Regions from separate parts of the Mus musculus genome. Here region 2 is linked to region 1. A link is a contact called in public HiChIP or PLAC-seq data. All regions are on one chromosome and are shown on one strand. The core of a region is the stretch at or near the end of the contact, and the rest is flanking DNA. Distances in the headings are between cores, read along the strand shown.

Region 1 (6,867 bases), core at 788-3,287:
CACACCCCTCCCCGACACACACACACACACACACACACACACACACACAAACACACGATAAATACGGTGTGATAGAAACTAAACAAATGGACATGCTTTCAGGAGAAGGCTCAGAGGGAAGAGGGGGCTTCACGGGGTATGAGAAGTAGACCCGAGGGTGGGGACTGCAAATAATCCCAATACATTATATGCGTGTACAGGGCTGGCAAGAGTAAATTCAATCCAAATTATCAGTATTATTCTTTTTTAGGTTGAGTGTTTTGTTAGTGGATTCCAGTCTCAAGCCAATCCTCTAGGACATTTGAGAGTAAATGCCTGCACCACTGTCCCTTGCTGCACCACTGTCCCTTGCTGCACCACTGTCCCTTGCTCGTTGGCTTTGCTTTGAGGAAGGCATAGAATGTATTTCCAAGCTCCAACCCTGTGCATTTTCTCCATGAGGGTGGTTAAAGTTTATGGGGAGACACGGTTATTGTGCTTTGCCTTCAGACCCTTCCTAAAATGAGTGAGGCACAGGGCTCCCCCATCCACACCCCACTTGTCTTAGCTAGGGTTTTACTGCTGTGAACAGACACCATGAGCAAGGCAACTTGTAGACAACCTTAGCTACCTCCGGAACACAGCTTCTCTGTGCTCTCAGGAAACACTTCTCCGATTTCACCTCGGTGATGCTGGTCTCTTCTTAATCACTGCTGATTTCTTAGCTACAGTCAACCAGCATCCATTGTCCCAGTAGTTCCTTCTGTTCTTGACCCTAAAGCCAGAGCCACGTGCTGAAGTTGCTGCTTGCTGGGGCTGGAACATGGCCCCCTTGTTCTATTACAGTATCACCGGATTTCTGTTTTCCAACTCCTTTACTGCCTAAGCTTGGCTGTCCTGGAACTTGCTCTGTAGACTGACTTTGAACTCAGAGATCAGCTTGGCTTTGCCTCCTGGGATTAAAGGGGCGTACTGCCATGCCCGAACCTAAACTTAGCTGTTGTGGTCTTGCCCCAAGGTCACCACATATTAAAATCCTTCTCCTCTGAAACCTCTAGAGCCAGGCTTCCACAGTTCAAATCACCCTCAGCAACAAAGTCTTCCATATTCCTGCTAGGATGGCTCACTGAGCCCCGCTTAGAGCATTCCACTGCTTTCCAAATCCAAAGTCCCCAAACCCACATTCCTCCAAACCAAAGCCTATCACATCGATACCTCAGTCGATGGTTACCAACTTCTGTCTCCGAAGTGACCAACAGCAAATACCCTTTCTGAAGGGGCTGCAGTGTAGACTCTCAAGTCCAGGACATGTTCCCTTTGAGTGATTGTCACTTGGAACAGGGTCTATTTGGAAAAAAAAAATTGGGTCAATTGAACTATGAGTATAGGGTCACCTTTAGGGGCAGTAGAAATTCTTTCTGACAGACTAGGAAAGGAGACCAAACCTGGCTTCTTTGATGGCCAAGGGACACAAAGAATCCCAGCCTTGGAGTGCTATACCAGTGCTCCATACTAATGCTAATAGCAGTGGCAGCCATGCACCCTGGGCTGCCTGCCTTCCTCTCCTCTGTAGACAGCTCGACTCAGATAGAGACCCCTAAAAGGGAGATGGCGATACTGTGCTATAAGGGAGTAATAGGATTCGTGGCCTTTGTGAAGAAGAAAGGATAAAGGGTTTTGACTATGGGTTCAGGGACAGGGGTTAACGGGAGGAATGAGATACCATTTAACCAGTGGAAAAGCAGGAAACACCTTTAAGGGCACTAGGCTCCACCAGCTCATATGGAATCTGCCCTGCAACTCGCATCTGGGCACGTAGGCAGCGGTGCGCACACCCACTACAGCCTAGGTCCTTATCAGCGGCATACACAGATCTGTAGTAGCCCAGGGGTGAAGGCGGGGTGGAGTTGGAGGAGCGGGACCATCCCGTGCATCTCTCTCTCAGAGAGGGTGGAGGTGGAGATTTAAGAAGATTGACATCCCAATGCGCCCCTCCTCCCAGCAGCTCCGGTCTCCAGCCCAGACCTAGAAGGAGACACAGGCTGGTGGCCACCAGCCAAATCAAGCTTGGGCGGCGAGGGAGGAGGGGCAGGGGCCCCGGGAGGTGGCCTTTGCGACTCTGGGGCCACTCCTGCAGACTCTGGTCCCGCGAGCGCGAGCTGGAAGCATAAAAGGTCCGGGCGGGTAAGGGCGGGCCTGCAGCAGGAGGTGGGCTCCAGACCGCCCCCCCCACCCCCCCCGCCAACCTGTTGCGGGGCGCAGCGGGCTGTAGAGATGGGCCGTTACTCAGGCAAGACGTGCCGGCTGCTGTTCATGCTGGTGCTCACCGCGGCCTTCTTCGTGGCCGAGCTGGTGTCGGGTTACCTGGGCAACTCCATCGCGCTGCTCTCGGACTCGTTCAACATGCTGTCAGACCTGATCTCGCTGTGCGTGGGCCTGGGCTCCGGCTACATCGCGCGGCGCGGTCCCCGCGGCTCCAGTGCCACCTACGGCTACGTGCGGGCCGAGGTGGTGGGCGCGCTCAGCAACGCAGTCTTCCTCACTGCGCTCTGCTTCACCATCTTCGTGGAGGCCGTGTTGCGCCTTGCGCGGCCCGAGCGCATCGACGACCCGGAGCTGGTGCTTATCGTGGGAGCCCTGGGGCTGGCGGTCAACGTGGTGGGGCTGCTCATCTTCCAGGACTGCGGCGCCTGCTTCTCCCGCTGCACGCGGGGTCGCCGGACCCGCCCTTCGCAGCAGCCAAGCCAGGGGGATCCTCGTGGCGCTTTGGGGTGTCCCCAAGAGGCTGCGACAGCCACAGCTCCTGGCTCGGGCACAGCAGTGACTCTCCGGGGGTCCTCGGCCGGAAGAAAGCAGCAGGAGGGCGCGACCGTGTTCTCTAATGTAGCAGGTGCCTTTCGGTTGCATCCTTCCGGACTGGGAGCACTTTGTTCTTCCCTCAATTCTCCCTCCTCCTCCTGGCATCTGGACCCCTTTACTCATCCACTACCTCTTTTTCGGCTCGTTTTCTTGACTGATTTATCAAAAAGTCCCTTCGCTTCTCTTCTCACTTAATTCTCCATCTTTCCCTCCCTCCTCGTTCTCCTTCCTTGCTTGCCTTCTCTCCCCCCTCCCCCGCCCCATTTTCCTCTCTTTCTCCTTCTTGACCCTGTAGTCCTTATCTTCCCCTCTCCTGTGGCAGTATTGATCTTGGAAATCAATTCTTAACTATTGGGCAACGGAGCATTTCCTATCCTGCCCCTTCTCCGGTGCTAACTGGATGTTTCCTCCCCTGACATCGGTGTCAGGGCTATCTCCTGCCTCTTGGGTATTGAGGATCTGGGGGATAGGTGTAGGCTTATCCTTGTCCCGTTTTTAATTTGAAAGCTGTGTGTGTGAAGACCAAGGGTGGACCTCGGGCTTCCTCTGGGTTAAAAGGTACCTATTTGGGCTGAGTGTAGGAGAAGCGGGGGACTCCTGTATGCTAAGAGGAATTGAAAATAACAAAACCGCATTTTGAGATCATTGGTTCTTTTTGTTTGTAGAACTCATACACAACACAAGGTTTCTTCTTTGAATGCAGGTGATTCCCTGAACACCGAGAATGAACCAGAAGAGACGACGAAAAAAGAGAAGAAGTCTGAAGCACTCAATATCAGAGGTAGGCTTGTCTGTGGGCTAGCTCCGGCTCCTTTCCCTGACTCACGGGTCTGTGCTGTGAGTACTTCTGCTTTTAGGAAAGCAACAGTGTGCTGGGAAGTGGGTCAGTTACCTGCAGACTATGACCCTCTCCTCTTGCCTAATCATCGCATTGATTCTGAGGGAGAAGCTGGTTGCTAATGATTTATCTTTGCTCTAATTAAGCCACGCTGAAGCTGCCTGTTCCTGGGCTGACCAGATCAGCGCCATGTTCCTCTGAGTTACACATATGTGTCATGTTCTCATGAGCGTCACCTATCAGTGTCATAACCTCTTGATTGCTACATATGTATCATATCCCACTGATCCCTAGATGTCCCTGTCATGGTCTCCCGAGTTCCACTGAGTACCAAATAATGCCATGTTCTCCTGACCTCCACATGCGTGCCATGTTTTCCTCATCTCCACATATGTATCATGTTCCTCAGATCCCCACATATCCTGGCCACGTTCTCCTGACTCCGACATTTGTGTCATGTTATTCTCATCTCCACAGATGCATCATGTTCTTCTGGCCACCACATTATCAGCGAAATGTTTTCTTGAGCTCCACATACGAATACCGTGTTCTCCCGATCCCTACATATCAGAACCATGTTCCCCTGACCTCCACATATGTGTCACATTCTCCTCAAATTCACTCACATATCATGTTCTGATGAACCTTACATATCAGTGCCAGGTTGGTCTCCACACCTCAGTGTCATGTTCTTCTGATCTCCACATATATGTGTCATATTGTCCTCATATTCCTATATGTATCGTGTTCTCCTGATTCCCACACACCTGTGTCATGTTCTTCTGATCTCCACATATATGTGTCATATTATCCTCATATTCATATATGTATCATGTTCACCTGATTCCCACACATCTGTGTTCATGTTCTCCTGATTTCCACATATGTGTGTCAAGTTATCTTCATATTCACACGTTTCTATCATGTTCTCCTGACTCTCACACATCTGTGTCATGTTCTCATGAACTCTACAACTCAATGCCAGTTTCGTCTGATCTGCATTTAGCAGAGTCCATTACTGCTACTCTTGGTTGGCTACTTTCATGAATATTACTGACATGCATCTATTTGTTTTTATGAAGATTGTGTGTGTGTGTGTGTGTGTGTGTGTGTGTATAGCTGGCAATGGAATCCAGGGCCTTGTCCATACTAAACACAAGCTACACCATTGATCCATCCCCAAAGCCGCATTGCAGCTTATCATAACTGGCTGTGATTGTTTTGAGACAGGGTCCTGTTATCTAGCCATGGCTGGCCTGGTACTCAGTATGTAGGGCACACAGAGCTTGAACTTGTGGCAGTCCTCTTTTCTTAGTCCCCTTACTGCTGGAATTGCAGGTATTTGCATGTGCTTGGTGTTGACTTGTCATTAAAGATGGAAAAACAAAACAAACAACAAACAAAAGTGAAGTGGCCCCACTACTAAGCCTCTGTCCTGTGTGACATCCATTTTTTTCTTTTTGCCAGTTGTTTATGGTAAGAATTTGCTGAGAAAGGGATTGCAACCTGATTAAAACTCTCATTTCCAGGTCCAAAGCTGGGGTTCTGGTGAGCCTTACTGAAGAAAATTAATGATCCACCTTCTTACCCCATCTTCAAAGTCAGCTGTGCTGGGCGTTCTGGGATATCTCTCTTACTGGACACTGCTGTAGCAAGCATCTCTCCTTTGTATCTTTTGGTTAGATATTCTCACTGTAAAGTGAACTTAGTCTTAGTTCTGAGTGTGTGAGTGTGTGTGCGTGTGTGTGCGTGCGTGTGTGTCCATGTGTGTGTGCGTGCGTGTGTGTGTGCGTGTGTGTGCGTGCGTGTGTGTCCGTGAGTGTGTGCGCGTGCGTGTGCGTATGTGTGCCCGTGCGTGTGTGTCCGTGTGTGTGTGAGTGTGCATGCGCGCGCGTGTGTGTGCGCGTGCGTGCGTGTGCGTGTGTGCGTGTGTGTGTGCACGTGTTTAGTGTGTGTGTGCGTGCGTGTGCATGTGTGTGTGTGTGCGTGTGTGTGCGTGCGTGCGTGCGTGTGTGTGCACGTGTTTAGTGTGTGCGTGCGTGCGTGTGCATGTGTGTGTGTGCATGTGTGCGTGTGTGCATGTGTGTGTGCGTGTGCGCGTGCGTGTGTGCGTGCGTGTGCATGTGTGTGTGTGCGTGTGCATGTGTGCGTGTGTGCATGTGTGTGTGCGTGTGCGCGTGCGTGCGTGCGTGTGTGCGTGTGTGTGTGTGTGTGTGTGTGTGTGTGTGTGTGTGTGCGTGCTCCTGTGTATGTTGGGGGATGAACAGTGCTTTGCTCTCTATGTAGGCTGGTCTTGAGTTTATAGCTTTTCCTTCTCAGCCTCCCAGGGGCTGAGGTTACAGGTGTGGGTCACTCTGCCCAGAAAATCCCCAATCTTGACTTTGAGAGGTTTGACAAAGATGAAGTGAACTTTCAACTTCGTATGATTTAGGAGAACTCTGGGATGAGACTTAGATCCAAACTCTATAGCATACTGCTAGTCACCCACAGAGTGCCTGCTCACCCTCCCTCCCTTCCTCCGTCCTTCTCTCCCTAGTTCCCTCTCTCCTCTCCCTCGAGAGTCTCACTTCTGATTATCAGAAGAGATCTGTAGGAAAGACACCAAAAACAACAGTGACGTGTGAGGCCCTGAAACTCTAAATGAAGATTTAAATAACAAAAAACAAAAAAAAAACCCTGCGACTCAGTATTGGGATTTTCTTTTTGAAATATAGTGATGGCATTTTTTGAGATCTTTTATAATAAAAACTCCTTTAAATTCATCTTTCCCTCTGAGGCTTAGATATACACATGTGTCTCCTCCTCCTCCTCTCCCTCCTCTCCCTCCTCCTCTTCTTCCTTCTTTTCACCCTCCTCCTCTCTGTTTCTCTCCTTCTCTCCCTCAACCAATCATCTGTGTATCTATTAATTACCAACCAACCAATCTACTTACCATTTATTATCTTCTATCTATTATTTATCTGCCCCGCTGTCTCCATTGAAGATGCTTGTGGCCAGTCTGAGCCTGTCTCCACCTCAGGCTAAGCATGGGTCTGTCCCAATCTTAGGGCCTGGAGCCATGACTCAGGAGAAAGACTAGAGAATAAGATGGAGAAAGACCTTGGGGGAAATGAACAATCCTTCTCTCTACAGATCAGGGAACCTAATCCAGAGAGTGTGGTGACTTTCCCAACAGTCACCCTGGCTATAGA
Region 2 (7,412 bases), core at 4,515-7,014, 570 kb before region 1:
ACAAAAGTAGAGTTCAATTTGTTTTACTCTTTCAGAGAGAGAGGTGTTGAAAAGAGTCAGTGGGAGAATTTCACATGTTTGAAACAACAAATGCCACGTCCCTGGGAAATCATCTCAGCCAACACTGTCCTTTACAGTCGGGGGAGGGGGGGGCTGCTAGATAGCTCTAACTGCATCTCTGTCAACACACAGCTTTGAGAAGAGACTTAACTATCACACCAGTGCTATTCAAGGGAACAGACTTGGTGCCAGGCTAGCCCACCAGATTCACACCTTACTTTCAGAGCCTGTGACTATATTTTCCTGGAATGGTAAGAAGGACTTTGGCAGTATGAGTCAGCTAAGGTTCTTGAGATGGGAGGATCCCTGGGGCCTCCTGAATACTCAGCAAAAAGTGGCTCTACCTGGTAAGTACCCTAATCAGAGGGATGCAGGGGGAGTCAGGCAGAAGATGGAAGGAAGAGAGGGAAGGAGGAAAAGACTAGGGGTGAGGGGTGATGGTGGTGGGGCACTACTGGCTTTGAAAGGAAGGAAGATGGTCTCTGGATCTGCAAAGAGCCATGAAGGAACAGCCTTGATGACTGTAGAAGACATGGCAGCCAGTTCCCAATGGTGCTGGGGACTCCTTGTCCCTCTGATTTAGAAGAAACCATCTCTTCACAGAGGTCAGTCCTTCTGTTGGGCTGCTCTCGGGTCTGGTGCCAACCTGAGGCAGGTGGTCAGCTATAGATCTGAGTGGATGAGAGCCTACCCCTCAAAGGGCCATAGTTCCAGGACCTCAGCCAGGTGCCCTGGTACCTAGAACTTCCACATGGCTTAATTTATTGGCTGTGGATACTGCCTGCTATGGGTGTTGGTAAGGTAAGGTGTGGTGTGTGTTGGGGGCAGGATCAATGTCCATTGTCTTCCTAAGTTACTCTCCATCTTATTGATTTATTAGAGACAGGATCTCCCTCTATATATGAGTTCACAGATTCTCCTACCCGGTCGCTTTCCTCTTCATCTCCACAGCACTGGAATTATATGTCTGTGTCTTTTACTGGGTCCTGGTGGCTAAAGCCTGGGTTCTCATGCTCACTTGGTAAGCACTTCCCCCAAACCAGCCTCTTTTCTTGTTGTTGTTGTTTGGTTGATTGGTTAGTTTTTATCCTCCCGAACCCCTGCCAAGACAGGGTCTCCCTGTGTAGCCCTTGCTGGCCTTGAACTCAGAGATCTACCTGCCTCTGCCTCCTGGGATTAAAGGTGTGTGCCCACAATGCTCAGTCGATGCCCTCGTTAGCATCAGAGTGAGACAGTTTGAGGAAGCCATGCTCAGAGTCACAGGCCGTTGGACACAGGCAGCTTGAACATCTGGTAGACCAGCTTTTGGCCCCTACTTTAAAGAGGACATTTCTCCTACTCCTCCCACCCCCTTTTTGTGGCCTGGTCAAACCTAGATCTTGGTACATGCTAAGCAAGTGTTATACTAGCTAGCTCCATCCTCAGTGCTCACGGGTTGGTTTGGTTTGGTTTGGGTTGGTTTGGTTTGGGTTGGGTTGGGTTGGGTTGGGTTTTTTTAGGGTCTTACTCACTGTGTAGCCCAGGTTGACCCTGAACTCCTTCCTGACCCTCCTACATAACTAATCCCACACTTTCTGTTTTACCCTCAACCTTGTCTCTTAGCTTACTGATTAACACGACTTAGTTCTTTCTCTCACCACACTTCTCCCGTGCCTCTCAAGGGTGCCTGCAAGGGCGGGCTATGACTTTCAGCTAAGTTCTGAGGTATGTTCCATTCTTTCTCACCCACAGCTCTGCAGAGGAGGGGGGTCAGTCAGGCCAGCCTTCCTCCCCCTCCTTCCCAGCTCTTCGGCTGTCTGACTGTGTAGCCTCAATCCCTTCAACTCCAGTCTCCTTCACTGCAGAGAGGGCACAACCGCAGCCTCCCAAGATTGCTGCGGGGGCTGAGGCATGAAACATAAAGAAGGTAACAGCTATCCAGCCTCAGGAGGAGCCCCTCCTTTCCCCAGTGCCCCGCAGACAGCACTTAAACAGCAATATGTGCACCGTAGGAATGCAATTATTCCGTTACAATCAACTGGGAACATTGGTCTCTACAAGAGGCCTAAGCACAAAGACTTCCAGAAAGCCAGACCAGAGCAGCGAGGCCTGGCCCCTGGGTAGGACCAGGCTGGTGGGTGGGTGGGGCAGCAGGGGAGAGAGCCTGCTCTTTCATGTTGCACAAAAGCCAGCAACTTTCCTTAAATAGAAGCAGGAAAGGGCTCGTGTGAAGGGTCTGAGAAGTTAACAGGAATGGAACTAAAATCACATTCCATAATAGCCAATAACTGGAGCTGTTCATTTTTAAAAGAAAACCTTGCCTGGCAACTGAGAGGGTGCAGGTCACCTCCCATCTTCCGCAGGAGCCTTGGCTGTTCTCATGGCTTTGCAGGGAAAGGGGTTCCATGGTTGTCTTTCTTCTTGTTGAAGCCGGGTACCCTCTCAGCTGGCCTGAGAAAGTACAGGCCAAGACGACCCCTTTGACTCCTCACTTGGGGCTGTAATCTCATCTAGACTTCTTGGGTCTACTGAGCTAGTGCATAAGATTCCAGAACCTTCCCATAGCTCCCTTCTCTCCATCCTAGCCAAAAAAACAAAACAGAACAAAAAAACCCTTTCCATGTCAAAAATCTCTGTCTCTGTCTCTCTCTCTCTCTCTCTCTAACACACACACACATTCACACACACACATTCATATAACCTAAAATCAACCAGTTTGCTGGAGAGATGGCTCAGCAGTTAAGAGCTTTGACTACTCTTTATAGAGGACCTGAATGAGTTCTCAGCACCCACATGGTGGCTCAGACCATATGGAATTCCAGTTCCAAGGGAAGCAATGCCCTCTCCCGGTCTCTGTGGACATTAAGACAAGTGGCACAGACATACATGTAGGCCAACGCACATATACATATTTAAATAAATGATTTTATAAAGTGAAACAGTGGTGGTCCCCAGACGTTGTAAGGTTCTATATCGAGTTCCCAGACATTCTTATCCCAGAAGGAAACCACAGACCCAGGAGACCTCTCTCTGCCTCTGCCGAGTCCCTAAAAATCACCCAGCTACGTCCTGTCTAGATTTTTGTAGAAAAATGTAGTTCATGTAAAGGGAATCATGGAAACCGTATATAACCCTGGGTCTGGCTTTCCTAATACCATGTTGAAGCACGATGTGGCAGCAACCAACACGATAGCTTCTTACTGTGGCTATTGAACGTCCGTGGTGTGTCTCACCCACATTGTTGGTTCATCTGCTCATAGATACTTGGAACATTTTCATCTTTTGGCCATTGGTGATACTTCTGCAAACGTGTGTAAAACTATTTACTTCACAAAGATTTATGAGGGCAAAACACCCATACACGTGAAACACTAAAATATAAGAATATTTGCTTGGGTAGCTGTTTTCAATTTTTGTTTTAAAGCGAGGGTCTTGTGTATCTGTAGCCCAGAAACTCTCTAGGGTAACCAAAAATTACTTTGAACTATTTTTACAAATTTTGCTTTGTTTTGTATTTTTGGGAGAGGGGTTCTCTGTGTGGCCCTGGCTCTCCTGGAACTCACTTTGTAGACCAGGCTGGCCTCAAACTCAGAGATCCACCTGCCTCTGTCTGAGTGCTGGGATTAAAGGCGTGCACCACCACCACCCAGTTATTTTTCCAAAGATTCCAAGTTACATTTATTTAATGCATTTAGTGTGCATGCATATGTGTGCACATGTGCTACCAGGTGCACATGGTCAAGTGCAGTTTGTTGGAGTCAGTTTTGGAAGGTTCTGGGGATTGAACTCAGGTGATTCGGTTTGGCCGTGAGCAGCCTTACCCACAGAGCCAGATCTTGGGCTCTGATTTTCTTGCCTCCTCTCCCAAAGTTCTGGGATTGCAGGTGTGTACCACTATTCCTTGTTTATATACCTCAAGAGTTCCAACCAGGACTTCAGGCATGCTAGGCCAGCACCCAACCACTGAGCCCCAGCCCAGCCTTCTATTTCATTTGTTTGTTTGTTTATAGACAGGGTTTCTGTGTGTAGCCCTGGCTGTCCCGGAACTTGCTGTCAGAGATGATCAGACTGCTTATGCCTCCCCAGTGATGGGATTTAAGGTGTGCGCCACCACTGACCGACTGACTTAGTCTTAGAATAGCCATCCTAACGAGCGGAGTCTAGTACCTCAGTTTCAGCCAGGATGAGCTCTTGTTAATAGGATCTTGTCATACAGCCCAGGCTGGCCTTGTATTATCAACCATCCTGTCCCTTCCTCCAGAGTATCTGGGATTACAGCTGTGGGTTTCCTAGCTTTTACTTCATATTGAAGCCTTGGCTTCTTTCCTGCCCAGTGTCCATGTCAGGGCGATTTGAAAGCGTCGCTGTCTTAATTTGCCTCGCCCAGATAAGTAATCGCTAATACACTGCTAAGAAGTGAGGGACCAGGGTGCCCCAGCTCTGCCACCTCTCCCTGGGGGTGGGGGTGGCTATCTCCCCTCCCACTATTTGTACCTCTAGTGTATGCACAATGCCTGGCACAGAGTGGTCACCCCCAAAACATCTCTAAATGCCAGCTACCAACTAAGAAACCTGTGTCCTCTATTCACTTTCAGATGGCTTCCTTACTCCCAAAAGCCCTACTTCACTTCAACAACGCATGTTATCATTGCCTGCTTGTGAGGAAGCTCCGGTCATATCATTCAGAATGATAAACTAAACTCCTGGCAAGGGACCGAATGTCTCGGGTATGATGAAGGTCACCCACTGAAGACTACCTGGACAATAATTCCGAGAGTTCAGAGGACTTTGGTCAGAACAAACACAAGCAATGAGTTTTGTGATTCCCCTCCACTCCAACTCCCTCCCTAGCCCTGTCTAGGTCAGAGCACCTAGAAACCATAATCATGTGCCCTGAAAACGAAACTCATTCGGTTCCCCATCCATCCTTCCTTTGGCTCTCCCACCAAAGTAAAAAGGCAGGCCGAAGAACATCTGAAGTCCCGGGGTGCAGAGATTGTTGATCAGAGAAGGGGGAGGGGTAACAGGTTCTAGGTATGTACTGGCTGAGTTAGCAGGCCCCGCGCGGGTTAACCCCGGGGTCTAGGACTGAATCACCTAATATTCTCCTGTGGCGGGGTGCCCCAGAGAGAGTGCGGGAAATAGGTGGACCTAGACTGCAACTTCGCAGCTGGGTCCGGGGCTCAAGTCAACTAACCTCACCATGGCTTCAGCATTACCATCAGCTCCAACTGGGAGCAAGGGTCCTGCCCGCGCGCTCAGCTACACACCCTCCTAGTGATGGTCCCGGAGGCCAGCGGGGATGCGGGCACAACTCCACCCAGCGCGACTCCCGGTTCTGTCTGGATCAGGGCGGCCGGGCCGTGGGGACCTACCTTGCCGTACTTCTTCAGTTTTCGCCGGTACCTCTTCTTGGGCTTGTCGCCTGGCGCGGGCTCCTCCAGGGAGTCGTAGCGCTCAGGCAGCGCAGCCAGGTGCACCCTGCGTGCGCTCGGAGTCCCCGCGCGCCGCCCGCCCTCTTCGCGCTCACAGTCCGGGCTCGCCGGGTCCTCGTCCTCGCCCTCCAGGTGCTCCACGATGGCATCTGTCTCCTCGTCACCGGCGCGGCGCGATCGCCCCAGGGGCCTTCGGCCCACTAAGCTGCTCGCCGCCTTGCTTCGGAGCCGGGCGCCCACCGTCATGATGCCGCCGAGCTCTGGAGAAGGGCCCAGGCTATGAGGCAACCTTTGCTCCACGCTCCGCCCGGCTCCTGCCCCTGCGGACCGCCCCGGCCCTGTGCGCTCCGGGAACCAGAGGTCGCAGCACACCCATGCGGTGGGGTCCAGGATTACGGGGGCAGACGTAAAAGGCTTTCCGGAGAACCCTGCAGCAGAAACCATTGCTCAGGGTAGGCAAGTTCAGCTGTACTGGGAACAGACTCCAAACAACAGACCTACTACGGGTGCGGGCATTTAAAACTAGCAGGGTGTGGTGGCACACACCTTTAATCCCTGCGTTTAATCCCAGGCTGAGGCTGGTGGATCTCTGAGTTCAAGGCTCACTTTGGTTCACAGAGCAAGTTCCAGGATAGCCAAGGCTACAAAATAACAAACAAACAAATGGTAGAGATGGTATTGGTGAAGATTCCTCAGTGCTGGTGTGGACATGTTGACAGGGTCATGAAAATATTATATTCAGACCTGGGGATGTAGCTCAGTTGGGAGAATGCTACCTAGGCATGCCCGAAAGTCCGGACTCCATCCCCAGTGTCACAGAAGCCCCATCAAGGTGGCACATGCTCCGAACCTAGGAAGTGGAGGCAGAAGGATTAGGGGTTCAAGTTGACCACAGCGAGTCTGAGGTCCAGCCTGGGCTACATGATGCTCTGAATCAAACACAAGCAAGAAGCGCAGGGTAAGAAAACGTTAAAAATGTCTTCCCAACATTCACATGCCTGATGATCAGCATTTCTGTCTCCCATCAAAACATTCCATACATACTTACAACTAAGTAAAGGGTGGAGTCCGTCCTTGGAAGCTGAGCAGGCGTTTAGACAACGTGTGTTCTTGGCAGTGGAACCTGAACAACAGCCATCAAGCCCAGTGTGTGTATGTGTGTGTGTGGGGGGGTCTCACTCCACATTATAGGAAGGAGAGATGAGATCGGTTTTTATAGAAATCAAGTAAGTGGTTTCTTTGTGGCTTCCAAATCAAATCTTCTTACATTAAATTGCTTCCTGAACATTTTAGAGACATGACGTTTTTTAGAGATTCATTTTTTTAAACTATGTTTAATTATGTGTAAGTATGTACAGAGTCTCTGGCCTGGAGCTATAGTTACAGACAGGTGATGTGGTTGCTAGAAATCTATCTCTGGTCCTCTGAAGGAACAGTGTATGCTCTTAGCCACTGAGCCATCTCTCCAGCCAGTTTCCAACTGTTTAGACATTTTCTTCCTCCATGGCCTGAGATCTCCACTAGCCTCCTGCTCAGTCATCAGAAAGCAGTTCTTCACACAGTTCATGAATGTGGCTTCCACTTTGGAACGAGAAACACTTTTTTCTATACTTGTCTGCAGTTTTATTTTAATGTCTTCTGCAGAGCAAGGTCTTATTGGTGTCTTAGGTTTTTAAAGCATTGTTGTTACCCTTTGATCTTGTTTTGATGGTTTTGAAGTCTTTTTCCATTCTTGTTTGATTTCTGTACTTTTTTTTTTCTTTTCTGGAGGGTCTCATACAGATTCTTCACTGGAGTTTTTCTTTCAGTTTGTTTCCTCATCATCGACATCATCATCACCTTCATCATCATCATCATCTTTGTCTAGTTTTATTTTTTCCTGTAGAAACTTGTTACCACTTTCAGAGGAGATGGCTTCACAGAAAGACTCAGGAGTTT

Evidence for each region. HiChIP or PLAC-seq counts read pairs in DNA pulled down with a chosen protein or histone mark.
Region 2: a contact with region 1 is called in an H3K27ac HiChIP or PLAC-seq map of embryonic stem cells, with 2.8 times the contacts expected there. The contact joins the promoter of C130074G19Rik here to the promoter of Slc30a10 in region 1. A contact is called at or near these places in 1 of 39 promoter capture datasets (embryonic stem cells) and 2 of 115 datasets of contacts at active chromatin or transcription factors (both in embryonic stem cells).

Annotation. Positions count from the first base shown.
Region 1 is chr1:185,452,811-185,459,677 of GRCm38.p6, forward strand. Slc30a10 (solute carrier family 30, member 10) reads left to right here and starts at 2,038. Exons shown (of 4, transcript NM_001033286.2): 1 at 2,038-2,869; 2 at 3,542-3,619. The coding sequence starts at 2,254. It overlaps Gm2061 (predicted gene 2061), which reads right to left and starts at 2,758. Exons shown (of 3, transcript NR_040305.1): 1 at 2,226-2,758; 2 at 1,195-1,323.
Region 2 is chr1:184,877,272-184,884,683 of GRCm38.p6, forward strand. It overlaps C130074G19Rik (RIKEN cDNA C130074G19 gene), which reads right to left and starts at 5,765. Exons shown (of 2, transcript NM_178692.3): 1 at 5,415-5,765. The coding sequence starts at 5,720. Gm34602 (a long non-coding RNA gene) reads left to right here and starts at 187. Exons shown (of 4, transcript XR_003948516.1): 1 at 187-407; 2 at 1,012-1,081; 3 at 1,792-1,966; 4 at 4,635-5,010. It also overlaps the pseudogene Gm17905.